6 separate regions of the Mus musculus genome follow, and regions 2, 3, 4, 5 and 6 are each linked to region 1. The links are chromatin contacts, called in public ChIA-PET, HiChIP or PLAC-seq and promoter capture Hi-C maps. All regions are on one chromosome and are shown on one strand. Each heading gives the region's core, a stretch centred on a gene start, on an enhancer-like site or on the middle of the called end of the contact. The rest is flanking DNA. Distances are from core to core; before and after follow the strand shown. Region 1 holds the start of Cnnm2 (cyclin M2). Region 2 holds the start of Ina (internexin neuronal intermediate filament protein, alpha). Region 3 has its middle 27 kb from the start of Trim8. Region 4 overlaps Nt5c2 (5'-nucleotidase, cytosolic II). Region 5 overlaps Wbp1l (WW domain binding protein 1 like). Region 6 overlaps Nt5c2 (5'-nucleotidase, cytosolic II).

Region 1 (3,939 bases), core at 724-3,223:
CACGAGTTCAATCCGTCCCCAAGTCCATGCCATCCTTTCAAATTTGCAATTAAGAAAGGGAGAAAATCCGGTCAACTCTCCTTGGGGGGTTGGTCTCAGGGGTAGAGGGTTCAAGGAGGGAGGAGGACGGAGACAGAAAGAGCAAGCCAATTTAAAAAAAAAAAAAAAAAAAAAGCAAAATTGCCCACCTTTCTTAAATTCTTCCAGCATAGCGTCCAACTTGGTGTCGTTGAAAACGAAGTGCAAAGGGTGATTGTAAAACTTGGTGATGGTTTTCAAGGGAGTACAGTCATCCGGATCCACGAAGGCCAAGTCTTTGACAAAGAGCAGGTCCACGATGTTGGAACGTTCTCCCTCGAACACCGGGATTCGAGTGTAGCCACTCTCCATGATCTCCGACATGGTGTTGAAGTCCAGGATAGCCTCGCCGGTTATCATGAAGCAGTCCCTGAGGGGAGTCATCACGTCCTCCACCGTCTTGGTGCGGAGCTCCAGCGCCCCTTGGATGATGTTCAGCTCTTCCTTAACGAGGTCGTTATAGGGGTCAGTAACCCGGAGCATCTCCAGCAGTTTTTCCCGGTTATAGACCGTGCCTATCTCCTGGCCCAGGACGCAGTCCAGCAGTTTGCTAACCGGATAAGAAGCGGGGAATGTCATCATCATGAAAAACTTGGTGAGGAAGATGGTGTTGGCCCCTACCGCCAGGCCGTGTCGGGAGCAGATGGCTTGGGGCACGATTTCTCCGAAGATGACGATGCCAATGGTGGAGACCACCACCGCCACAAGGCCTGAGCCCGCAATGTCGTCCAGCAGGATGGTGAGCGTGGTGTTGACCAGTACGTTGCCCAGCAGCAGCGAGCACAGCAGGTAGTTGCCCTGCCTGCGCACCGGCTCGATGCGCTTGGCATAATTCTTCTCTTTCTCCGTGCCGCAGTTTTGCACGATGCGCAGCTCCATCGGGTCCAGAGCCATGAGCCCCAGGTTGAGGCCGCTGAACATGCCCGACAGGCACAGCAGCAGCGAGATGAAGATCACTTGCAGCCAGAAGGGCAGCAAGAACTTCTTCTCCTCGCCCACTATCATCTTGGTGTCCTCACCGTCGTGGTAAATCCAGGTGGTCTCGGCCCACGGAGGAGGCGGGAGTCCGGCCACCCCCGCGCCACCCTTGCCCCCGACGGTGCCACTCGCAGACCCGGAGCCGCCGGCGCCTAGTGCGGGCGTGGAGAGAGACGTGCACAGGTAATAAGACTTGCTCTTCTCCATCTTGCGCAGCGGTTTAATCTCGATCTCGATGATGCCCGATGTGCGGCGATTGAGAATGATGTGGGGCAAGATGATGATGTCTGAGGTGCGGATGCCGCAGCGCTGGGGGCCGCTGTCCGGCTCCGGAGGCGCGGGGCCCCCCAGCCCACGCTCGCTGGGTGTGTGCCGGCGCCGCTCGTGCTCAGTGAAGGCGATGCGGGACCACGTCTCGTTGTTGATGTTCTGCCCGTACACCCGCAGCTTGACCCGGGTCCGCTCGCTCACCCGCAGAGCACCCCCTTCCATGAACGACACGTCGTTCGTATCCTCCAGCCGCAGCCCGATGATCACGGTCTCCTCGTTCTCGCCGGCCGCTGTGCAGCCGCCCGCTCCCCAGCAGCAGCTCAGCAGTAGCAGCGGCAGCAGCCGGCCCGCAGCTGCTTGCAGGACCCCCCGGCCGCGGGCACTGAGGCTGCGGCGCGCCGCCATCTTCCAAGTGGGCAGTGCGGCGGCTGCCTGCCCGCCCGCCATCTTTACTTCGGGTTCACAAGCGCCACAGCCAATCATAGGGTGGCTGCTCCAGCTGAGGCTTCATCCTTCCCACCCGGCGGCGCGAGCGCAGGCACCGGCGCCCGAGCAGGACTGCAACCGCGCGTTCGCGCCCAGCCCTTAGCTGTCCTTCTCTCTGAATGACACTGATTCGGACTGAGCCAGCTGAGGAACCCCCGGGCTCGAGGGAGGAGGGAGCGGAGGGAGGGGCGTGCTAGCCTCTCCCGCGAGAGGCAGGTCTGCCAGCCAATCAAGAGCGGGTGCCCGCCTTCCCAGCCAGGGGGCTGGAATGGGGGCGTGGTCGCAGTCGGCGTGCCGCACCAATGGCACGGGAGGTGGGCGGGGAGATGAGGGCCACTGTCCTCCTCTGCATGCCAAGTTTCCAACTGAAAGGCGCGTGACTCTTGTGTATGCGCGGGGAGGAGGCGTGGCCATCCCGGATGCAAGAGCCAGTCAAAGATGAGCGCTGTAGGGATGGGGGCGTGGTCTTCCTCCAGGCGGCCAATGAAAGGGAGCGGTCCGCGGGTGCGGCGCTCCCTGTGGGGTCTCTGTAGTAGATCCTCGCGCGCGGCTTGGCAGCCCTGCAATACTGCCCTGAGGCGCGAGGCCTCGGGTCCTTGCTGCAGGGACTTGCGGGCTCCACGGGGCTCCGTGTCGCCGCAGAATGGGCTGAGCCCTCCTTCCCTGGGAGCACCAGAGCCGGACTGGAGACAGCTTACGATGCACATAGCCTAAAACCAAATCGGGATACTAGTCAAGCCCCCCAGCCCACTACCCCTGCATGCGGTTCCTCTGGAGATTCGCGGTGACAGGGTGGCCCTAGCAACGCCGAGGACCTGCGGTCTCCGTGACTCTGTGAGCCCTCAGCTGCTCACGATCATGTGGCGCCACCTGCCGGCCCTCACGGACGACCTTTGCTGTTTTCTAGCTCTCAACAAACCTCTCAAAGTGTGGTCAGCTTCCCAAACTTTGTCATCACAGGGATTCTCCTGTAGTCCTGCTATAATCACAGAATGAGATGGACCCTATTTTTGGTTTTGTTTTGTTTTGTTTTGTTTTGTTTTTTAACGTGCACCCAGGCAATTTGGGGAAATAGGAAGGGGAGAGCAACCTGAGAAGGCCCATGAAAGCTTATTATGAAATGCACAGGTCAAACGCTGTTAGCTCCGGAGAAGATTCATTGTGGAGCACAGCTCACCAGGACTCTCAAGTCCATTGCATCAGACTAGATGCGGTAGCACAGTAGCTCCCAAACTGAACTTTCTGCCTCCCAACTGAAGCGCGTTTTAAAATGTTTTTCCTGATCTTACTTTGTATTCCATAAACACAATACTCTTCCTTTTTTGTGAACACCCACAGTGTTTTTTATAATTTCCAGGACGAGTGATTTCTGGGCTCATTTCAGCGGTATCCTCGCAATTCTCTCTTTTTTTTTTTTTTTTTTTTTTGTTGTTTTGTTTTGTTTTGTTGTTGTTTACAGGGTTTCTCTGTATAGCCCTGGCTGTCCTGGAGCTCACTTTGTAGACCAGGCTGACCTTGAACTCAGAAATCCGCCTGCCTCTGCCTCCCGAGTGCTGGGATTAAAGGCGTGCGCCACCACGCCCGGCCGCAATTCTGTCTTCTTTTATGCTTGTCCTCAACCATTCCCCTGACCTTCCAACTAATGACTTGTCAACCCAGGGCCCATTGCTCCCATATTTGAGCCCTCCCCTAACTCCTCATCTCCTGACAAAAGCCAGAGTGCTCTCATCGCCTACAAGGTTCTGCAAGCTCTGCCCCAACCAGGCTCTGTCATTTTCTCAGTCACTGCCAGGGGATCTTCCTGGCGTCTTCGCATGTGCCATGTCCTGTGGATGGGACTCAACTTCTTTCAGATGCCAACATAGCCCTGTTTAAAGGCTTTGCTCAAAGCCACCAGACTCCATCTCTCCCTTATTTTTCTTCAAAGCAAAGATCATTTACTAATACCATGTGTAAATTACTCATTTGGTTGATAATCTGTCCTCTCTAGAATTTTTGTACACTGTTATATCAGTTCACCCTAGAACACACCTATAGATATTCAAAACATGATATAAAAAGTGTTAAAGAAATAAAGAAGCTTTTACTTTGATTATTTTAAGTAAATGGTCAACTCTAGTCCTAGCC
Region 2 (3,939 bases), core at 577-3,076, 250 kb before region 1:
TTGTCATTAGCTTAAATATGCTACATCCCACTCCTTTTTTAGAGCAAAACTCAAGAAAGTGAGCCTTCTTCCCAATCCTAAAGCGGACGATACTCTGTAAATATCAATTCTCAGTAAGACTCAGAAAAGACTTCTCAAAGTCAACTAAACAAACCAGATTCTTAAGTACCCGCCCACAGAAGCCATGACCTGCGCCCTCTGGGGACACTTTGGGTCGGCACTGTTCTGTTAGTGTGTCTGTACTCTTGGTGACAGGAAGGCATGGTTACTTTTTTTTTTTTTTTTGACTCCTAGAAAGATTAAAGACTCCTTTGTTAGAAGAGTTCAGACAAGCGACTGGGGGTGGGGTTGTGGCTCCGTGTTACTGCATATGCCTAGTATATGCATGAAGACTTGGGCTCTGTGCCTCAAACTCCCCCACCCTCCAAAATAGAGGGCGAAGACATCAAGGGCTTGAAGAGCTAGCTTCCAGGCACATACAGTCCACATTTGCGGCTGCATGCGTGAGACTTCGTGGTTTTTTTTTTAATTTGTTTGTTTGTTTGTTGACTGACGCCTCTAGTCAACGCTCCCCTCTCTCCCCTTTCCCTCCCGTGGTTTCCTAGGGCACCAGTTTACAGGGAGTGAAGCTATCTCTGTACGGAAAAGGACAGGGCACTCTTTCCTATGCAGCATCCCAGCCCTTACCTGGTAGCCGGCCACCTCAGCGCTGTGCCGCTCCTCCAGTTCCAAGATCTGCCTCTCCAGGGACTCATTGGCTCCGCGCAGACCCTCTATCTCAATGGTACGTGCCTGGAGCTGGCGCCGGTACTCGTGGATCTCCTCTCGGCTGGCTCGGATGGCTTCGGTGCTGCGCGCAGCCTGCTCGTTTAGGTTGGCGAACTTGGACTTGTACCACTCCTCGGCGGACTGCAGGTTCTTAGCGGCCAGGGACTCATACTGCGCGCGGATCTCCCTCAGCGCCGAAGTCAGGTCTGGTTTAGCCACGGCCACGTCCACCTCGGCGGCGGCTTGCGAAGACGCCTGCAACGTGGCCAGGAGCTCGGCCACCTCCTCGTCGTGGACCTGGCGCACGAAAGCCAGCTCGTCCAGCAGCGACTCCACCTTCTTCTCCAGATCCAGGCGGGCCAGGGTGGCGCCGTCCACGTCGCGCTGCTGCGCCTTCAGGGCGCGCTCGGCGCCTTCGCGCCCGCGGCTCTCCTCCTCGCAGCGCGCCCGCAGTCGCTGCACCTCCTCGGCCAGCCCATCGCGCTCCAGCAGGGCCTGCGCGCGCGCCGAGCTCGCCTCCTCCAGCTGCGCGCGCAGCTCGCGCAGCTCGCGCTGGAAGAGCTCGCCGACGCGCGACGGCTCGGCGTGGCGCTGGCGCAGCGCGGCCAGCTCGGCCTCGAGCGCACGGTTCTGCGTCTCCAGCTGGTGCACCTTCTCGATGAACACGGCGAAGCGGTCGTTGAGGCCCTGCAGCTGCTCCTTCTCGTTAGTGCGGATGATCTTGTACTCGTTGGTGCGCGCCGCCGCCTGGCTCAGGTCCAGCCCGTCGGAGGCCGGCAGGCGGCGGTAGGCCAGGCCCAGGCCGAGGGACGAGGCCGAGGAGCAGGCGGCCGTGGAGGCCACATTGCTGCGGGACAGCGACTGCGAGCGGAAGCTGCCCGAGCCTCCCGGCCCGGACAGGCGCGCGGAGAGGCGCGAGCTGTCCCCGAACACCTTGCGGTAGGAGGAGGCGGAGCACAAATAGTGCTCCGATCCGAAGCTCATGGTGCCGGGGTCGGGGCCGGGTGCGCGGCTGCGGCGGGACCTGGCGAGGACGCGAAGGTGCGGCAAGGCTGGGTGCGGCGGGGCGGTGTGCGGGGCTTTTAAGGCGCGGGGTTGGGGCGACGCGCTAGGGGTGGAGCTTCATCTTCAGATCGAGCGGGGAGAGGAAGGGGGGCCTGCGGGGGCGGGGGAGCGCAGTGCCACCGCAGCTGCGCGCCACCGTCCTGGGCCGTCCCTGTCCGCTGCGCCTGTACCCCAAGAATCTGCCTTGGGAATGACCGGAGGGGAGGGAGTGCCCAAACAACCTTGGCTTCCCGGCCGAGCGCTCTCAGCTCTTTGATGGCGTTAGAGCCTGTCCTTTTTTTTCTGCTCTTATCCCCCACGGAGAGGAGGTTTTTCTGAAAGGTGTCCTCTATTCTCATCCGCATCCCAGAGTTCCCAAGGGTAAGGCCCTGTTCCTCTCCACTCTTTACAGGGGGAGCGGGCAACCCCCTCTTTATCTCCTGGCTTAGGCGGCTCCTGGTTCTCTTCGGAGAAAGTGGGACCACTTCAGAGAGCATCCCTCAGTTCCGCCACCACAGGAGATAGGATTCGCAGAAAGAGTGAGATTCTCGGGGACATTGGTGACGAACAAGAGGCTGATTTTTTTTTTCCCCAAGGGTGCAAAGGGTTACCGGGAGGAAAGCGGTCTGTCCTGGAAAGGACAAAGCGTTGAGAATTAGCAGGATTCACCTCTAGACCTCCAGTCACCGTGCGTGCCAGGACCGCAGGCTGCTAGAAAGGCTGCAGGCTTTGGTTTAAACAAACAAAAAGCCCCAAACCAACAACAAAACACATTAGATTTTAAAACGTTTCAAAACTGGATTTCTAGTCAGGAGGTTTCATCTAAACAGAAACTGGATTGATTTTGATCTTTTAATGCCCAGCCCCTGCTACTCTTGAAAGCAGAAGGTTTAGGATGACTGCGGTGGGCGAGTGCCTTTGTTTAAGTGCGTTGTTCCTCAGGGCTCCCAGCACTTCAGAGTCACCCCTCTTACCCCGGTTTTTGTTTTTTTGTTTTTGTTTTTATCTGTCTGGCCCTGCAAGCGTTTGACAATCCATTCTGAATTGGACGGGAGCACCATTTTCTGTGGGGATTAGTCTTTGGACCAAAGACTCATTTCCAGGAGTGAGGCAGAGGAGCAGGGCTGACAGAATTGGCCGTCCTCGCCACACCCGGTTAGGATGGAGTGGGAGCCTGAACGATAGATGGATCTAGTTTACCTTCTATCCTGTGGCACAACTCCAGGAAATGTGAAGCCCTTTGCTTTCTAGTTCCGAATTCCAAACTTACATTTGTTTGTTTTGAAACAAGGCTCCCATTCTGTGCCCCTAGTAGCTAAGTTGGTTTTGCTCTCAGTCTAAGCTGGCCTTGAGCTCCTGGCAATCCTCCTGCCTCTGCCTCCCACATGCAGCAGTCACCAGTGTGGCCCACCATAGCTGGCCCTTATCACCTTTTATGATCTTGGGGTTCTAGAACAAGTTTTGTTTCACTTCATGAAGGGATGTATTACTTGGACAGGACTCTGAAAGTAAGAGAAAAGTCATTTTATGGAACATATCCCCTGGCTTTGTGTCACAGCTGCCCTGTCTCCTTACCATTTACCAAAAACCCGAGCTAAAAACCATGCTGGTTTTTTTCGGGCTCTGTAAGACTCGGATGCTGGAAGACACCAGTGGTGGTGAGGAATTACTGCCTGGCAGTCATGGTGGAGTGCTTGAGTGTGGTTTTGTCTTTCTTCTGGCCGGTTTTCAAGATGGCTGTCATTCCTGGCCCAAGGCCACCAGGAAGCAACGGCATACATTCTTTCCAACACGGAATTTCTCTTAGTTTCACGAGACTCTTGTCATCTTTTGTAGCCAGAATAGGGCTCAGTAGGCTTCAGAGAATTTTGGTCAATAGCAGATGACCGGGGTTATATTTGAAGATCATTGAACTGAGAGGTGATGGGTGTGCATCTCGACCCTCCCTTGCTTACCGTGTAAGAGTGACAGCACCACAGCGCCTCTCGTGGTGGCGGAAGGCCGAGATGGCGCACCTGATTGTGCTGTTCATTCTGCTTCTGGATAAGGATATCTCTGCCATCTCTGGAACTCATACACATTTGCCTCCCAAGTGCTGGGGTTAAAGGAGTGTGAAACCATACCTGG
Region 3 (3,939 bases), core at 488-2,987, 230 kb after region 1:
CCTTAAAAAGCCCTCACGTCGAGGGCTCAGGCTAGCATAAACAGGCTTTCTCCAGCTCAGTGGAGCAGGGAGCAGCCGGCTCCGAGATTAGCTGATTTCTCTGCAGAGGGGATTTCTAAAGCTCAAAGAATTCTGTGTTTAAATGATCACAATAGGCCGATGCTATCAGATTTTAAAAATAAATGCAGCTGTGCCATGAACCTGCTCCACTGAGAAAAGCCAGGCAGATCGATTCTGAGAAGAGATCAATTCTTACAGAGCTGGCAACTAGACGGTGTGGGAAGGATCTGCTGCAGGCTGAGAGCATGGGCTGGGCCCCTCCCCCCCCCCCAAAGCCACTCGTCCCATGCTGCGCTCTTCTACCCCTTTCCAGCAACCCTGTTGTGGTCTGATCAGAAGGGATGGTACCCCCCTCCCATTCGTTCCCCCACTGCCAAAGGAGTTTGCCTGAGCCCTCAGAAATCCCAGCCTCAAACCCTGAAAGCAGACCAGGGCATAGCCTGCTCCTGAATTCAACTGTTCTGGGCAAGAGCTCAGGGCTTTTCAGAGGATAAATAAGAGGCTATCCAATGCCTGGTAGGGCCAGGGAGGCCAGCTGCCTTCTCATCCTGGGAGGTGGCCCTTTCCAAGCCCACCACGGTGTGGTGGCAAAGACAGGAAGTGCCACAGAAGTCCCTGCTCCATGGTACCCAGCTTATTCTGGACTCTGGAGAGGGAGAAACTTGGACAGTTTGAAAGGTGGCCAGGAGGAAAGCTATCAACAAAGGCTGGGGAGAGGTGTGGGGTAGCAGTGCACAGGCACGGGCCTGTAAAGACTTGCAAGACAAAAGAAGGTGAGGTTTTTAAACCTCAGCTAGTTAGCCCGCCGCCTCTCCCATCGACTTCTCTAACTCACCCGAATCCCTCTAGCTTTGAAGGGTGGCAAACAGCTATAAAGCATCGGAAATGCCCCATCTCAGGCCACCAGATGTAGCTTTGGCCCTTGAGACTTGCTTTTCCTTACAAATATGCTTCAGGATGTTGTCTGGGGGGCTGGAAGCCTGCTTTGAAGTCCAGTTTTGGAATGCTGCACCAGGGGACTCTCTCTGACTTTGGAAGAGCTTGAGTTGTAATGCATTTTTGGTCTCTTACCACCAACTAAAGGAACTGTTCTAAACAGCCCCGACCCCCACCCATACCCCCACCCCCCGGCTCCAGCTCATAGGCAGAGCGACTTGCCCTGCTCTGATCGCTGTCTCTGTAAATGTCCGCATTTGCTTCCCAGCTAGAGACACCAGAGACAACTGTGGTTGTCACAGGCTTTTATCTTCCCTGTGAGCCCTGTTGAACCCTCCGGGGGCTCCGGGGATAAATGAATGGAGCCTGAAAACTGCAGTTTGAAAGCTCCCATTTGTAAAACCAGAATGCTTGTAAAGTCCCGTTTCCTTCTGCCGTGCCACCCCTGCCCCCTGTGGCCATGGCCAGAGAACAGAGTCTGAAGCTAGAAAGGGCATGCTCCGCCCCTGTGCCTCCCCCCCCATCCCAGTGAGCCCTGGTAAGACTTTTGCTCTGCGCACCATTGCTTCTGAATGTTCAGGGGGCGAGGGCCGAGGCCAGAGGGCAGGCAAAGTCCACAGTGTATACTCCAAGCAGTTGTGGGAAAAACCGAGCCCTGCTCTCACCCTCCCTGTGTGGCTCCTTTTGGCTGGATTCCCTTCGCCCAGTGCAATACACCCTTTCCCCTTCGCTCTCCCTTGGTTACTATGGAAACAAGGGTGTCATTGATGTGGGGCTGAGCTGGGGAACATGTCGGTGCACAGCTGAAAGTCAGCGATTATGCCGGTGGTTCGCTCTGCCCGGTAGAAAAGTCCACAGCCTGAGATGCTGCAGAAGGACAGTCTTACCGAAGCCCTCCCCCACACTTCCCTCCCTCCCTCTGTCCCCTGTCTCTGACGATTTCTTTATTCCCCTCCGGACTAAAGTGGTGGCTATTTTTATGCCAGTCCGTGCCCCACCCTCACTGTTGGCCGCTCCTTATCCGGCCTGGGCCTGGAGAGAGTGACACCATGTCACCCTCACCAGGCCCAGTGTCTCCATTCCCTTCCACAGTGCGCTTTGATTCCCCCCTCCCTCTCCTTTTCGGGATGCTTCTTCCTTTATTTTTAGCTCTGCTCTCCATGTGGTTTCGGGGTTCGGTGTGATCCATCGGAAGGTTCTTTTTTTTTTTTTTTTTTAGTCCCTTTTGAAAATGATAATCAAAGGAAGGGACGCGGTGTTTGGTCACGTGGAAAGCTCAATGTATAATTTAGACGTCTGTCAAAAAAACGCAACAAATAAAATGTAGCTGCAACGAAGGCGGTCTTGGAGTGGATTGTGATCTCTGCTGGAACTCCAAGAGGGCCTAAGCAGCTTTGCCCTTTTGGAGGTTAGGTTTCCTCAAGGGAGGGCTGTTTTCAGAAAAAAAACACCACCACCAGGTGATATGAAAACCACCACCACCGCCATTGCTGCAGCAGCAGCAGCCACCCGCCTCACCTTACCCCTAGCCCCATGCACCTCCTGCGTAACTAGGCAGCACTAAGCCCACTTTGCAGTGGAAGAAACAGAGAGGCCTTTGCCTCAGCTAAGGAATTTGCCAGCATCACAGCTCCTGTAAGGATTGGTGGAGCCAGAAACCTAGGTCCCCTGCTGTCTCTAAAGGAAAAAAAAAAAAAAAAAAAAAAAACAAAAAACAAAGAAACAGTACCACAGCCCACTTCAGTCCCAGCCCTCACCTCCTGCCTGTTCAGCAGCTGCCTCCCACAGCCCTCTGCACCAGTTGTCCCCTAGGCTAGCACTGCCTGCTCTTCCCGGACTCCCAGTCCCCAGGGCCTCAGGTCCTCTCATCACAAAAGCACAGTTGCACATCTCTTTCCTTCCTTTGCATAGGTTCAGCCCCATGGATGGCAAAAAGGAGGGAGCCGTCAAGAACATTAGGGCTGCCAGGGACACTTGCAGTCACCTACTGCCTACTACTGAGTCCTCTTGCTGGAAGCTGCCCAGAGAAAATGCTAGCCTTTGGAAGGGCAGCCTGGGCTACTTGAAACCCCATCTCAAAAACTCAGAAGTCTAATGGGGACACTCATGAAAGGTGACAGGCTTAGAGGGCTATGGTCTTGCTCACCCCTTCATCTACTCCTAGGGTCCCTCCTTACCCACAACAGAGGGTGAGCAACCGGCAGGAGAGGGAAGCCAGAGGCGAGGCGAGAGGAGAGAAAAGGCACAAGGTGTCCGATGTGTCACCGGACATTCAGTTCATCTTGAATTTCAAATAAAGACTAGTTTTTACTTCAGCTGTACTCCATACAATATTTGGGACTTTGTTATAATACTCAGGAAAACATTATTTATCTGAAATTAAAATTGAACTTCCATTCTGTTTTGGTTTTTTCTTTTGATAAACCTGATGTTCCTACCAAGGACTAAAAGAGGACTTGTGAAGAGCAGTGGGCTTGCATCCTCAGCCAGGCAGAGTGGCACAGGCCAGTAATCCCAGCACTCAGGGGCCATGTGCCCGTAATCCCAGCGCCCAGGGACTAACAGGCTCAAGACTAGCCTAGGTAACATAGTAAATTATTTCAAAACCAACACAAAATGTCCAGCTATGGTAGCACACGACTTCAATCCCAATATCTGAGAGGCAGAAGTAGGAAGATCTCTCTCTTGTGGGTGGGCTCAGGAGCAGCCTGGGTTATGTAGACAACAGGGAGAGGAGCTCAGAGTCCATGCCTGGAAACCTGAGTTCAGTCCCCAGAGCCCACACAAAGTTAGATGGAAAGAACCAACTCAGCGAGTAGTAGACACTTCTTCATGCCTCAGTCTCTTGTGTGTAAAATAGAGAACTAGGAGGATTCGAGAGTAGTTATGCTCGGTGTGTAATGTATGTGAAATCTCTGCAGCTATAACAAAAATAATCTGGCA
Region 4 (3,939 bases), core at 653-3,152, 170 kb before region 1:
GAATGTGTAGTTAAAATACTTACAATGTAAGATAAAATACTTATGGAATTATTTGTTGGTGAAATCTCTTCCATGCAATAGAAAAGCAATCTGAGCACCAGAAGCGCGTTTTGCTGCATAGCTCTTTGACACAGTGAGATACTCTGTCTCACTTCCGCCAGCTATCCAGACACTCTACCACCCAGAGGCAACCCACCTCAGGATATTTTTTCTTTAAAAAAAGATTTACTCCATTTTTGTAAATATTTGTGCATGTGTGTGTCTGTGTCTACCACATGTATGGGTGCCCACAGAGACCAGAGAGGACATGACAGGCTCCCTGGAGCTGTAGTTACAATGGTTAGAAGGCATCTGATAAGGGTAATGGGATCTGAACTCAGGTCCTCGGTTCTGGAAGGATAAACAGGCTCTGAACTGTTGAGCCATGTGTCAGAGAAACTTGACTATAACAGTAGTGGACAGTGTATAGTTAGCAGCATAAACAAAGCCTCAAGCATGTAAACAGCTTGGTTAATAAAGCAATAACCAGCAAACAATAGGTAATAACAGGAAAGGCTACATGGTATGGATGATACATACTTAATATTTTAGCAAAATAATAAAAGGCTTTCAACTCCTTGAAGATTCAAGAGCTCCTAATTTATTAGTTAAGTAGTTTTGAGCACTCACTAAAGATAATTTAGGAAGACAGTAACTAGCTTTTAACATTTCCCATTTATTTTCAATTGATAATATTTCTAAACTATAGTAAAAACAAATTACATAGAGACAGAAAACATTTTGTTCCTTTTTTGAGATAGGTTCTCACTTGTAGCTCAGGCTAACCTCCCTTGTTCAAAAGTGCTGAGATTATAGGACTTTTTATTATTATATTAGCAAATTATTTCTCTATCAAATTGCTATAAAAGTTTCTAAGTAATAGAAGTCTCTGGGTGGTGTCCTGGATTAGTGAAATGTTCGTGGTGAGAGCATTAGTCTGGGTATCACGTTTCCAGCAGCCCTGCCTCAGAGCAGTCAGCATCCGGATGAGGACAGACCAGTGGGAAGTGTTTTCTGGAGAATTATGACCTTGCGAAGTTAATGGGGTGAAAGACATGGATTCTAAAGACATTTGGAAGTGTGAAGGAAGGCACATAGATAATTGGATGCGGCTTTAAGCTTGAGTGGGGAAAAATGCAGAGGCAGGAACAGGAACAGATTGGGGGGAAAAGCAGCTAGGTTGTTTATATCAAAAAGTCTGCATTTATGCCCTGGCGGTGCTGCTAGCTCACATCTTTGAATCCAGCACTCGGGTGGCAGAGACAGGAGGATCTCTAAGTTTGAGGCCAGCCTGGTCCACAAAGTGAGTTCCTGTACAGCCAGGGCCAAACAGAGAACCATGTCTTGAAAAACAAACAAACAAATAATCAATCTACATTAGAGCATGATTTTTTTCCTGTTTTTGTCTCATTCTGTAGCCCTGACAGTTAACCTTTTTATTTTTTAAAGATTTATTTATTATTATATCTAAGTACACTGTAGCTGTCTTCAGATGCATCAGAAGAGGGCATCAGATCTCATTACGGATGGTTGTGAGCCACCATGTGGTTGCTGGGATTTGAACTCAGGACCTTTGGAAGAGCAGTTGGTGCTCTTAACCACTGAGCCATCGAGCCAGCCCCCAGGCAGTTATCTTGCCTCGACCTAAGTGACATTTGCAGACATGACACTAATTTATTATAGTTCATAATTTGAGTTTACGTACTCAGATGCATTTGGAGTAGTTTCCTGCTAGCAGCTTGAATGCACCACCGCAGCTGCTTACAGTGAAAATAGACGACCAAGAGCATTTTACAGTCCTCTCACTTGTTGTTGCAGTAACTGTTGTTGGGCACTTGGCCAGGAAACTGTGACTCCTAAGCAAAGGGAGGAGTTACAGATGCAGTTCACCATTGCCAGAGAAATTCTATTCCAAATGGATTTGTGTGGAGCAACAGTGATATCCAATGACAAGTTAAATTAGACACAGAGGTGTTTTCTCCCACACTGTCTCAGAAGATACATGGTGTGAGGGGGCCTGGCTCGGGCTAAACAGTCTTTTAGAAATTAGGTTAACATCACACACACTCAAAAATTGTTTTAGGGATTTTAAGAAGAATCTTGTTATGTGACTTCAGAAACTACTTTACCCAGATAGTTTCAGTTTGCCAAACGGAAACCAGTGACAGATGAGGTAATTTTGCTTTGAATTATAGTCAGATCCAAACCAGAGGTTTGCTGTTTACAGAATTTCAAATATAATAAGTTGCATGTTTATGTTAAATCTTAGACTCTTAGATCCCTATTCTTAAAGCACATTGTAGTAATGGTTTTATTTCTTGCAGCTAATATCTGTACCTGAATGGAATTTTGCCTTACTGCTGTGGGATTTGATAGTAAATATTGCTAAAGGTGTTTTTACTGGAGTCTGTGTTTAGTTTTACAATGTTCCTGTGTATGTATCTCCTAGAAATTGTGAGTGTCAGCTCACAGCTCTTATCTGTGGGAATTCTGGATGATAGTTGGATTTATGATTCTGATTTATAATTGGATGCCTAGTTTAGCCATAACATTTTGGGTGATAATTACATGTTTTAAAGCATGCTTTTAATTTTTACAGATATGTTTATGCTCTTGAACATAGGTGAAATTATTCTGCTAGTTAATAGTTTAGTAAGACCATAGTAAGCTGGCACGGGCAGATCTGCAGAAAGGTCCTGGTATTTGTAGAGAAATTTGATTTTTCCCAAGTATGTAAATTTATTTGTTTTGAAATATGTGGGTCAGTGAGCTTGCTTTTCCGTTAATATCTTGTAGTTGACACAATATCTTACACTTCATTTAATTTGTAAACTCGGTGGGGAATGGCCATTAGTCTCAAGCTGAGAGATAAGTGTCTGTTGAAGTCTGTCCTGAGATATGTGAGGTCAGGGTTACATTTTCTCCTGTGCCAAAGGTTTCTCGTTCAGCCTTGGGTATTTGTGTATTTGTAAAGCTTAGCACATACATGCAGGAACTGTGTTTGGCTTAGTTCTCTGTAACAGTTGTTCCTTTGCTTATTACAGCTTAGCTTACACAGCAAATTAGATTTCATTTCTGTATACCTCCTTCTATGTTCATAGTTTATGTTAGGGAAAGAAAAGGAAAGCTGAGACTATAGGTGAGGTTTTCACATAAAGATCACCACAGAAGTGAGGGCATAGGAGTGATGCTCTCTTAAGTTTAGGAGGTGATTCTACGATTTAGAGTACTTGCTTTGAATGAAAAGGAAAGGATATTTGATGCAAGTTTCTCAAATGTATTTTTCCTAATTAAAATGTTTTATTAATATATTGTGTGTTCATGTTTGCGTGCAAATGTTTGTATGTGGGAACTCATGCCACCGCAGGCACTTGGAGAGGTCAAAGGACAACTGAGCGAGTGAGTTCTCTTCTTTGATGGTCCTAAGACTGAACTCAAGTCTCCATGCTTGGCAGCAAGAACTTTTACCCACTTGCCAGATCTTATTTTCTAATCTTAAGGACATACAAAGTTTTGTAGCTCTGACTATTCCCAAAGGATATTCTGTGATATTTGTCACAAAATGAGATGTGTATTCTAGCACACATCGGTAAATGTGTTGATGGAGTAGATAATGTGATTAGTCAACTCAGAGAGGAGTGAGACATGTGACTTGATGGATATTTAGCCATGGTTATTTTGGCAAAAATAGATTTTCTTATTCCTGAAATATGTTATTCCCAGCATTAGCAAGGGTACCCTGCTCTTGCTGTCTTTTCAAAATGTGTCTACTTTGAAAGATTTCCGTGGCTATGCAGGTGCAGCCTTTTTTTCCTCCCCTGACCAAGAAAAGAGCTTTGCTTTGCGACATTTCTTTTATGTTAGTGTCTTCCCTGCTACTTCAGCTGCATCTAAAGCCAG
Region 5 (3,939 bases), core at 740-3,239, 140 kb after region 1:
ATGGGACCCTCTGATAGGAGAGTGGAGGTCTAGGGGTGTCTGTCAGTCAAGGATGTGAAGAGAGAATGGCGCTGTCAGAACAGGACAGCTGCCAGGCCTCAGGGCAGTAGGTGCTCTCGCAGGCCCCCAAGACAGCCTCCTTTCCAGAGGTTTGGGCAACACAAAACATCCAAACTTTTGATTTTTCTTAGCGTCGAGCACAGACCCATTTATTCACTTGAAGAAAAAGAGTAGCACGGAAGTTGGGGGTGGGGGCACTTCTCAATACGCATAAAGCTATGCGCTAACAAAATGATCCTGAAGTGATTATCGTGGGAGATGCCACGGGTCAGATTGCACCCCAGACAAACATTCACAGACTGCTGCCAAGCGGCCACGCAGGAGTCTGCTCAGCTGCCAGAAACCAAGAATCCTGGCTTATCTGTGTCCGGGAGCTGGACAAGGGCAGACGCTCAGCATACGTGCTGAGGCAGGAAACGTACACCTCGCGCGAGCGCACACACACGGAGGAGTTCTGTGAGTCACACGACTTGCTCCTTCCTCAAAGCATCCTGAAAGCCCAAGACTCCTCTCTTCTTCCGGGCCTTTCAGGGAAGGTGGCTGAGCAGAGTCCTTAGCTGCAATAGGTAGCCTCGCGCTCCACATCAAGTAACATTCACATCTCCAGAAAAGGAAGCTTCAGCAGAGACTGAGAGTCCCAATGTCCCAGATGGGAAAACCTAAGTTTGAGTGAAATGAGGTAACTCATTTAGGGTGCCCCCCCCCAGCCCCAGGAGATGGAGCGAGCACTTCACCCAGGCCTACGTGGCTCCGCAATGGCTTTGGCACGCAGAAATCGTATTTTGATATAAATTAAAATTGTCTCCCAGACTCATTTGGGAACCTCATACCCAACAGCTGCCTCCAGCCACCAGGAGGAAGTGTGATGAAGAATTCTGATTGACAGCTCTAGTCTATGTGCTGTCAAAGCAAGCGGGAAGTTTCCTCACCCTCCTTACCCGGTTTTGGACAAAGACAAGCACACACGGAGACAAACACAGGCGCTGCGTAATAAAGAAAAGGGCTGGGTAGAGACGTCAGCCTAAGAGCTCCTGAGGAAGAATGGCGCAAGAAGCAGCTGCAAGAACGGAAGAGGAGCTCGTGTGTGTGTGTGTGTGTGTGTGTGTGTGTGTGTGTGTGTGTATGGGGGGTAAGCACACTCTGTGGAGCCCAGTATGATGGACACACACAGAACATGTGAGGAAGAAAGAAAAGGAGGCAAGAATCAAAGCAAGGCAGTGCGTGTCTGTAAGCCTAGTATTCGGGAGGCAGAGGCAGGAGGATTACTACAACTTTGAGGTCCCTGTGGCATCCATGTAGCTCAGGATGCCCTTCAGTGGTCCTACGGTCTCAGCCTTCCCCTCATGCTGGGATAGGCATGGGCCTCGGATCCTGCTTTAATCTCCATGTTTTCATGGAGGGAAGGACGTCAGAGTTACACAAGCTAAAACTCACTGACAGTTCCCACTTCTGCAACCCAGTAAGAGAATGCTTCTGGACTGGAACGATCAGTCCGCAGACACTCACTTGATGGGTGGGTGTCTGCTATCTTGGGTCTAGAGCTTACTGAAGCTCCTGGTGACTCTAGGCATCACTGACGAAGAACAGACACTTCCAGGAGCACGACTTGTTCAAGGGGGACAGAAGAGTCTACTTTTGTGCCAAAATCTGGGTGTTTTTCTGACCTTATAAATACATCTAACCAAAGAGGTGCATAGCCAAGAATCACATGGGAATTAGCAAGCCGTCTGCAGAGACTTTTCACGTATCCTAAACCGCACTGAAATAAAAGGGCCAGGGATGCCTCTCCGGGATTGAGTGCTTGCCTGCTGCATGAGAGGTGTGAGACCCTAGCTCCAACTGTAGCACTGGAGGAAATTGTAATAGGAGGATCGTGACAGAACGGAAACAACAGAGAGACCAGGTCACATCACCTGTATGATTCACACCCAGAAGCCACAGGAAATGGAACTCCCTCAGCATGACTGGGGCTTCCTGGGCTCCACCAAAGCTGACTTCGTTCACTTTTTATGTAAACTTTGGGCAAGACAAAAATAACGTGGTCCACTCTTTGGTGGGAAAGCAAATGCAGTGATGGCTGACCCAAGGCAAGGGCTCGCAGCATCCCAACCTGAAGCAGCCCGGGATGATGGGTCCCAGCATCTGCACAAAGCCTCCTAGTGGTGCTCCACCCCCTCCTGCGACTCCTCATGTCCGTCCTCCCCCACCCCAAGCCTAGCTCCTCTTCTAAGGTCTGAGCAGCTCGATAAAAGTCTCAGATAACCTAGGTTCTGTAAATCTCATGCACGGACCTAGGTTTGGTGAGAGTCTTCTTCTCAACAAAATAAGGTAGAGGGCAACTGAGGGAGACATCCACGCTCAACCTGTGGTCTCATGCACATGTACACATGTACACATGTGCGCGCGCGCGCACACACACACACACCATACATACACAAGGGGAAAAAGTGGAGGAAGGAAGGAATTGCAAAACAGGAGTGCTAGTAACATTTCATTTTCCTGGCCACAAAAACCCGACAAGCCAGTACAAGATCAGGAGAATACCTGAATCTGACCTCGGGTTCGAGAAACTTTAGGAAGGGGTTAGGAAACCCTCCTGTGTGTGCCTTTTGTTATTGTTATTTGAGACTGCCAGTCTCCAGTAGTCCGGGCTGGCCTCAAACTTGCAACTTAACAGACCTTTATCTCCAGCCACCTCCCAAGTGCTAGGACTACAGACTTGTAGTCCACCAAAGGGGCCTTGTGTCTCACAATCTGTTCATCTTTAATTCTCAGCTGAGGAATTACAAGTATTTAAACCATCTCAGGGGCAAAACTCCCTTTCTCCAGGGAGGACCTGGACACGAGCTAACCGCTTCACACGGTTTTTTGATTATGGGAAATAGGGAGCAGCTACCCAGCTCGGTCTCCCAGCTCCGGTCTCCCAGCTCTGGGTTGGTAACATCCGCAGTGCCTGGAGGCAGCATGAAGGATGGTGAGATTAAACAGGAACAAACTGGAAGCACAGCTTACGGTACTGTGCCCCTCCCTTCCTGGATCTTACACTAATCATCTATTCGGGCGATCCTTCCTTTACCACCAGCCCCTCCGCCCTATAACTAGGAGGAAACCAAACCTATTCTAGATTTAAGGTTACGTGGTCAAAAAACGCCAGGAGAGAGCATTTAGGCAACCAGCCTGCAGGTTGTAAGGACTGTGAGAGCATACAAGCCAAGCGGGTGCAAACAGAGGGTGGCAGAACTCAAGAGGACAGCGCCACACAGGCAAGGGATGCTTAGCCCCATGTCACTCCATGTCCAGTCACAGCAACTCCTGAACCCTATGCTTCCAATACACTTCAAAAATGCCTTCATCCGGGGTCCAAGTTAGGGGAAGGGCAGGGCCAGGCCTCCCCCCAGAGCTTAAAGTGTTTTTTTTTTAATGTGTCTATTTCGTCTACATGTACGTTATGTGCCCACTGAGCACAGAAGAGGGCATCGGATGCTCTGGAACTGGAGCTACAGTTGTGAGTCACCATGTGAGTGCTGGCACTCACACTGAGTCCTCCACTGAGTAACCACTGAGCCACCACCTCTCCAGCCTCCTGAGACTTTGAGAATTGTATTCCCAGTCCAGAGTAACTATCCCCCCCCACCCCCAAATGGGCTGGCAGATACCAGCTTATTTGCCTTCACACACATGGCTCTTCATTGCCAGAATCTTAAGAAACAAAACTCTTCCAAGGTTGCTGTGCTCAAAACAGTGTCCCCAGGAGACACACCCAGGGACCAAGAACTCAAGCAAGCCAAGAAAATGTAGAAAATCAACTCAAAAGAGTCAAAATGTATAAGCCATTTTCATGTCTATTTCAGGATATTACTCTCCCCATTTGCCAGAAGG
Region 6 (3,939 bases), core at 1,072-3,571, 140 kb before region 1:
TTTTATATTATGCATTCATGTAATTTTCCTGATTTATTTATTCCTGATGGGAAACTGCTAAAGTCATAATAGTCACATTGAAATAATTAAAGACAGTGGTTTTGGCAACACTTGTTGTAAGAGACATAAACTAACTGAAATTGTGTCAGAACATCCTTTTAAGTCTGAGGTCATAGCAGTGTCCCACTTAGAACTGAAGCAATTGCACGGTGCTGTTGAGCAAGCCTTATTGCATAACACAGGCTCAGAGATGTCTCGGATGTCTGTTGTACAGTTGAAGTAAAGTGAACATCACCTTGACCTCTCAGAGCAGGCCAGGAAGGCTACATGCACCTTCTGGTGCTGTAAAGGATGCTTTCGTATCAGGAAGCAGGATGTAGACAGAACATGATGACATGCAGTATCACCGACCTAAGCTCATCATGTTCAGATACTGTCACTGGGAAGGAGCCCGGTGAAAATGAACCAGGGTTCTGTTTGTGTCTGAGAAGGGATCTCATTGTTCTGGCTATGAGTTGAAAGGAAGGCAGAGGGGAAAAAATGAGAAGCAAGTCACTAAATTCATTTTATAACCACTCTTAGAATACAAGATGCACAGGCCTAAGCTAGGGGTAGTGGTCCACTTCTGTAATCCTGGCAGGAGTCCATAAGGAGTTCAGGTCATGTCATCGCTGGCTACATAGGCCAGTCTAGACTACATGAGACTTTATCAAACAACAACAAAAAAGGTCTTATCAACCTGTTGCAGGAAATATTTAAAAAGTCAACCCTCCATCTCTCCTGCCCCACCGGCCTGTGTTCCTGCTGTAGTACCGATACTGGCAGGCCACAACACTATGTCTGGGTGGGGTCTCGCTTGCTCGGCCGTGTTCTCACCACTGAGCTATTCTCTCCCAAGTTCATCTTGCTTCCACACAGTGCCCCACACACCCCACCATCAGCCATCTCAACACCTAGTTACCCCAGTAGAAACATGACTCTTAAAGCTTAATTATACAGTTAGATTTATATAACAAAAAGATCACAATTTACAAAAATGCCAATACAATAGTTTCAGGGCTAATTGATACTGATAAAACTTTAACTCAATTATTATAACCTTTCGATAACACCATTCTGGTTCTTCTCCCTCCTCCCTCTCTGTCTCCACAACTCTTAGCTCCTCCTCCCTTTTCCTGTCCAATCACAAGCCTGCCACTGCCCTAATATCCTGCAACATTTCACCCTTTCTGTTTAATTATAAAAAAAAAAAGACTCTCAAAATATAAATTGAACACAGCTATTATCATTTTGTAAATTATATGGTATAAGATAGACCTAATACTAAGTCCACATCAACCTGCTATACATAAAGTTTCAGTGTACCTTCTTTGGAAATACTTTTGGTAGTATTTCAAAAATAAGTCATTTGTGGGTAAACGTAGATTCATTTACGCTTAGTGCAAAAGGAAAAGATATTAGGGAGAGAATGAACATGGTGGGACATTTCAGTTTTTAAGGTGCAGTGGCAATGAGCTAAAAAGGAGGTCAACGTCCATCTACCTTTGTCACACCTTGTTAGCCTGGGGCTGCAGGTCACAAAACATGCCAGTGTTCCTTCCAATTCCAAGTAGACTGTTTTCTTCTGATATGTATGATGCATTGTCTTCCCCTGACCGGGAATGCGATGACTAACCTAGTTATCAGTCAGTCTGAGTTGTGATTGCCACAGCAGCTGCACCCGTGATTGTCTAAGCCAGCCTTCACTCACTGGCTGGAGGGAGGGCATGCTAGTGTTGCCCCCTTCTGCCAGAAAGCCAGAGAGATGGCTTTCTACTTAGTCTTGAATTGATTAGAAACTTTGTTTCATAAGGGTGATGAAAGGGGTTACTAACCAAGAAACTACTATGATTTTATGGTCGTGACTAGAGTCCATACCATTTGAAGTTAAGTAACTTAAGTAGGAATTTACCCAGCTTACACTGTGTATAAGCTTTATATTTGTTTTCTTTGTCTTTGTGGGGATGTATGTGCAGGTGTGTTCTCAGTCACTCTCCAGCTTATTTGAGATACTGTCCTTGCTTTTGCTTGAATGGTGAGCAGAGTTCCACTCGACCCTTCTTTCTTCCTTCCCCATGGCTAGGGTTACAGGCACACACTGCAGTGCTTGGCACTTACATGGGCATTGGGATTCTAAACAAAAGTTCCTCCTCGTGTCTGCATGGCAAGCACTTTACTGATAGGGGCTGGCCTTGCAAATTAAGTAGGTCAGGTCAGAAGTTGGCCCGCTTTCAGTAAAGAGGAACAGAGAAAAGCACAGCTCAGACGGTAAGGAAGGCTTGCTCTTTGTTCCACACTTCATCCAGGAGAGGAAGTGTCCACTTAGGTGTTGCAGCAGAGCCAGCACACCAGCACCGACAGGAATCCTTTCTGGGTTGTCCTTGCCTCTCTTTGCAGTCACTTCCTTCTGCTTTTAGACTTATTTTATCTTAAAATTTTATTTATTTGTTTTGAGACAAGGCTTCCCTGTGTCACCCTGGCTGGCCTGGCTGCCAGCGCTGGGATTCCAGGGTGAGCACCTGTTCATGCATTAGTCTCCTTAAACATTTGAAGCTCAGTAGTTCCCCTTCAGTCTTAAGAGTTCCCCACGGCCTTCTTGTAGAGGTTGGGTTGTGTGTTCTTAAGTTACCTCCCTAGCACAGGGAGAGCCCTGGGTGCTGTCTATGAAGAGAGCTGTTGAAGGGCTCACCCTGAGCCTGTTCACAGCTGCTCACATTTAATATATGAACTCTTGTCTTTCACATAGCCATCAACATATTTTAATAAAGCATTGAATAGTGATGATTTCCTACAGTTGTTAACTTTTTGTATATCAATTAATTTTTTTTTACATTTTCTTACAGACCAGAAACTAGAGAGCAGTATCCAAATAAATTTATCCAACGAGATGACACTGAACGGTTTTACATTCTGAACACACTATTCAATCTCCCAGGTAGACACCTCTGCTTACTCTGCACACTGCCCCTTTGTTCCAGGGCCATGTCTTCCAGGAAGCTGAGTAAATCAGCTTGATTATGGTACTTACAGCTTATTCATACCTTTTCTTCATTTTCAGAGACCTACCTGTTGGCCTGCCTCGTAGATTTTTTTACTAATTGTCCCAGATACACCAGGTATGTTTATATTACAATTTTCTTCATCCAGTTGATTTTTAAATTAATGTACAGGGTTTTAGAGAACTGGCCATTGTAGGTCTTTTCTGCTTTTCTAAAGTGAATTTAGTGCTAGTGAGAGATGCCACATTGCCAGCCTGAGAGATGGACAGCGCCAGCAGCTCCATGCAGGCTCTCACCTCCCACACGGCCCCTCTCCTTGCCAGTGTGCTGCAGCCATGTTTGGAAGGGACCACTTGTGACTGGGATTGAAGACGGCCAGCAGAGGTGCTAATTGTGACAACTGAGTGGGAGGTTTGTGTGATGCTTATCTGTCCAAGCAGAGTTGCACTGAAACCCCCGACTCATTTCACAGCAGCTGCCCAGGAGCCATCCCGGGATGCTCATGTAGCTTCATTCCCAGGCCCAGCAAGAGCTCACCAAGGAATAAAATAGTGTTTATTTTCTGTAAAGCAAAAATTTGCCTAAGTCTTCACAGGTTAGCCTTTCCTTCTGGGGAGCTGTGTGGCCATTGCTTGATGTGTAACAGCCTCTGTGTTAGAGTCTGCTAACTTCATATCTGAGGCCTTACCCACTTGAGGGCAGTTTGGTGGAAAGTGGAATCCAGATAGAACTGAACGGTGCCTTTGTACCTAGGGACAATGCAGGAAGGTCAGGGAGGGAGAGCCTAGCTTCTAAATGTCTGCGCAGTGAGGCCTGCTTCTAAAGTGAGGAACTTGGTATTATGGGACCTTGGCCTTTTAATTCCATCCTGTAAATTATCCTGTCTCATTGTGTTTGCACA

What was found. Promoter capture Hi-C pulls out the DNA fragments that hold promoters and counts their contacts. ChIA-PET counts read pairs in DNA pulled down with a chosen protein or histone mark. HiChIP or PLAC-seq counts read pairs in DNA pulled down with a chosen protein or histone mark.
Region 2: a contact with region 1 is called in an H3K4me3 HiChIP or PLAC-seq map of embryonic stem cells, with 49 read pairs. The contact joins the promoter of Ina here to the promoter of Cnnm2 in region 1. A contact is called at or near these places in 19 of 39 promoter capture datasets (the C10 cell line, the HPC-7 cell line, the SN4741 cell line and 13 more), 2 of 15 datasets of contacts at CTCF or cohesin (the NIH/3T3 cell line and large pre-B cells), 24 of 484 Hi-C or Micro-C datasets (the AtT-20 cell line, B cells, the HPC-5 cell line and 14 more), 33 of 115 datasets of contacts at active chromatin or transcription factors (the 230-238 cell line, the NIH/3T3 cell line, PVALB interneurons and 21 more) and 4 of 9 other capture datasets (adipose tissue, liver, macrophages and 1 more).
Region 3: an HNF4G HiChIP or PLAC-seq map of pancreatic cancer cells shows a contact between it and region 1. The contact joins the enhancer-like site here to the promoter of Cnnm2 in region 1. A contact is called at or near these places in 1 of 39 promoter capture datasets (liver), 4 of 115 datasets of contacts at active chromatin or transcription factors (embryonic stem cells, memory CD8 T cells and pancreatic cancer cells) and 2 of 9 other capture datasets (adipose tissue and liver).
Region 4: an H3K4me3 HiChIP or PLAC-seq map of stem cell-derived neural progenitor cells shows a contact between it and region 1, with 45 read pairs. The contact joins the enhancer-like site here to the promoter of Cnnm2 in region 1. A contact is called at or near these places in 14 of 39 promoter capture datasets (the 3T3-L1 cell line, the C10 cell line, the HPC-7 cell line and 9 more), 9 of 115 datasets of contacts at active chromatin or transcription factors (the SCID.adh cell line, bone marrow-derived macrophages, embryonic stem cells and 2 more) and 4 of 9 other capture datasets (adipose tissue, embryonic stem cells, liver and 1 more).
Region 5: an RNA polymerase II ChIA-PET map of memory CD8 T cells shows a contact between it and region 1, with 80 read pairs. The contact joins the enhancer-like site here to the promoter of Cnnm2 in region 1. A contact is called at or near these places in 1 of 39 promoter capture datasets (embryonic stem cells), 2 of 484 Hi-C or Micro-C datasets (CD4 T cells and CD8 T cells), 6 of 115 datasets of contacts at active chromatin or transcription factors (effector CD8 T cells, embryonic stem cells, memory CD8 T cells and 2 more) and 3 of 9 other capture datasets (adipose tissue, embryonic stem cells and liver).
Region 6: a contact with region 1 is called in a promoter capture Hi-C map of liver. The contact joins the enhancer-like site here to the promoter of Cnnm2 in region 1. A contact is called at or near these places in 14 of 39 promoter capture datasets (3T3-L1-derived adipocytes, the C10 cell line, the HPC-7 cell line and 8 more), 1 of 15 datasets of contacts at CTCF or cohesin (the NIH/3T3 cell line), 2 of 484 Hi-C or Micro-C datasets (the HPC-7 cell line and embryonic fibroblasts), 14 of 115 datasets of contacts at active chromatin or transcription factors (astrocytes, embryonic limb bud, embryonic stem cells and 5 more) and 3 of 9 other capture datasets (adipose tissue, liver and pancreatic islet).

What each region holds. Positions count from the first base shown.
Region 1 is chr19:46,759,643-46,763,581 of GRCm38.p6, reverse strand. It overlaps Cnnm2 (cyclin M2), which reads right to left and starts at 1,973. Exons shown (of 8, transcript NM_033569.3): 1 at 189-1,973. The coding sequence starts at 1,809.
Region 2 is chr19:47,012,568-47,016,506 of GRCm38.p6, reverse strand. Ina (internexin neuronal intermediate filament protein, alpha) reads right to left here and starts at 1,826. Exons shown (of 3, transcript NM_146100.5): 1 at 688-1,826. The coding sequence starts at 1,752. It also overlaps a transcript of Nt5c2 not described here.
Region 3 is chr19:46,526,654-46,530,592 of GRCm38.p6, reverse strand. No RefSeq gene overlaps it. Among named protein-coding and RNA genes, the nearest start is that of Trim8, 27 kb to the right of the region's middle. Within about 2 kb of position 1,737, at least 198 of the 459 cell types and tissues checked have an H3K27ac peak or open chromatin away from gene starts, as enhancers often do. A contact at or near this core is called in embryonic stem cells, liver, memory CD8 T cells and 1 more, where this site is marked.
Region 4 is chr19:46,927,309-46,931,247 of GRCm38.p6, reverse strand. The region is part of intron 2 of Nt5c2 (5'-nucleotidase, cytosolic II); the gene reads left to right. Among named protein-coding and RNA genes, the nearest start is that of Nt5c2, 33 kb to the left of the region's middle. Within about 2 kb of position 1,902, at least 49 of the 459 cell types and tissues checked have an H3K27ac peak or open chromatin away from gene starts, as enhancers often do. A contact at or near this core is called in adipose tissue, bone marrow-derived macrophages, liver and 1 more, where this site is marked.
Region 5 is chr19:46,615,636-46,619,574 of GRCm38.p6, reverse strand. All of the region lies in intron 2 of Wbp1l (WW domain binding protein 1 like), which reads right to left. Among named protein-coding and RNA genes, the nearest start is that of Wbp1l, 18 kb to the right of the region's middle. Within about 2 kb of position 1,989, at least 71 of the 459 cell types and tissues checked have an H3K27ac peak or open chromatin away from gene starts, as enhancers often do. A contact at or near this core is called in CD8 T cells, embryonic stem cells and memory CD8 T cells, where this site is marked.
Region 6 is chr19:46,897,838-46,901,776 of GRCm38.p6, reverse strand. Nt5c2 (5'-nucleotidase, cytosolic II) reads left to right here. Exons shown (of 18, transcript NM_029810.5): 6 at 2,883-2,974; 7 at 3,098-3,155. Among named protein-coding and RNA genes, the nearest start is that of Nt5c2, 63 kb to the left of the region's middle. Within about 2 kb of position 2,321, at least 108 of the 459 cell types and tissues checked have an H3K27ac peak or open chromatin away from gene starts, as enhancers often do. A contact at or near this core is called in the HPC-7 cell line, the NIH/3T3 cell line, extraembryonic endoderm stem cells and 4 more, where this site is marked.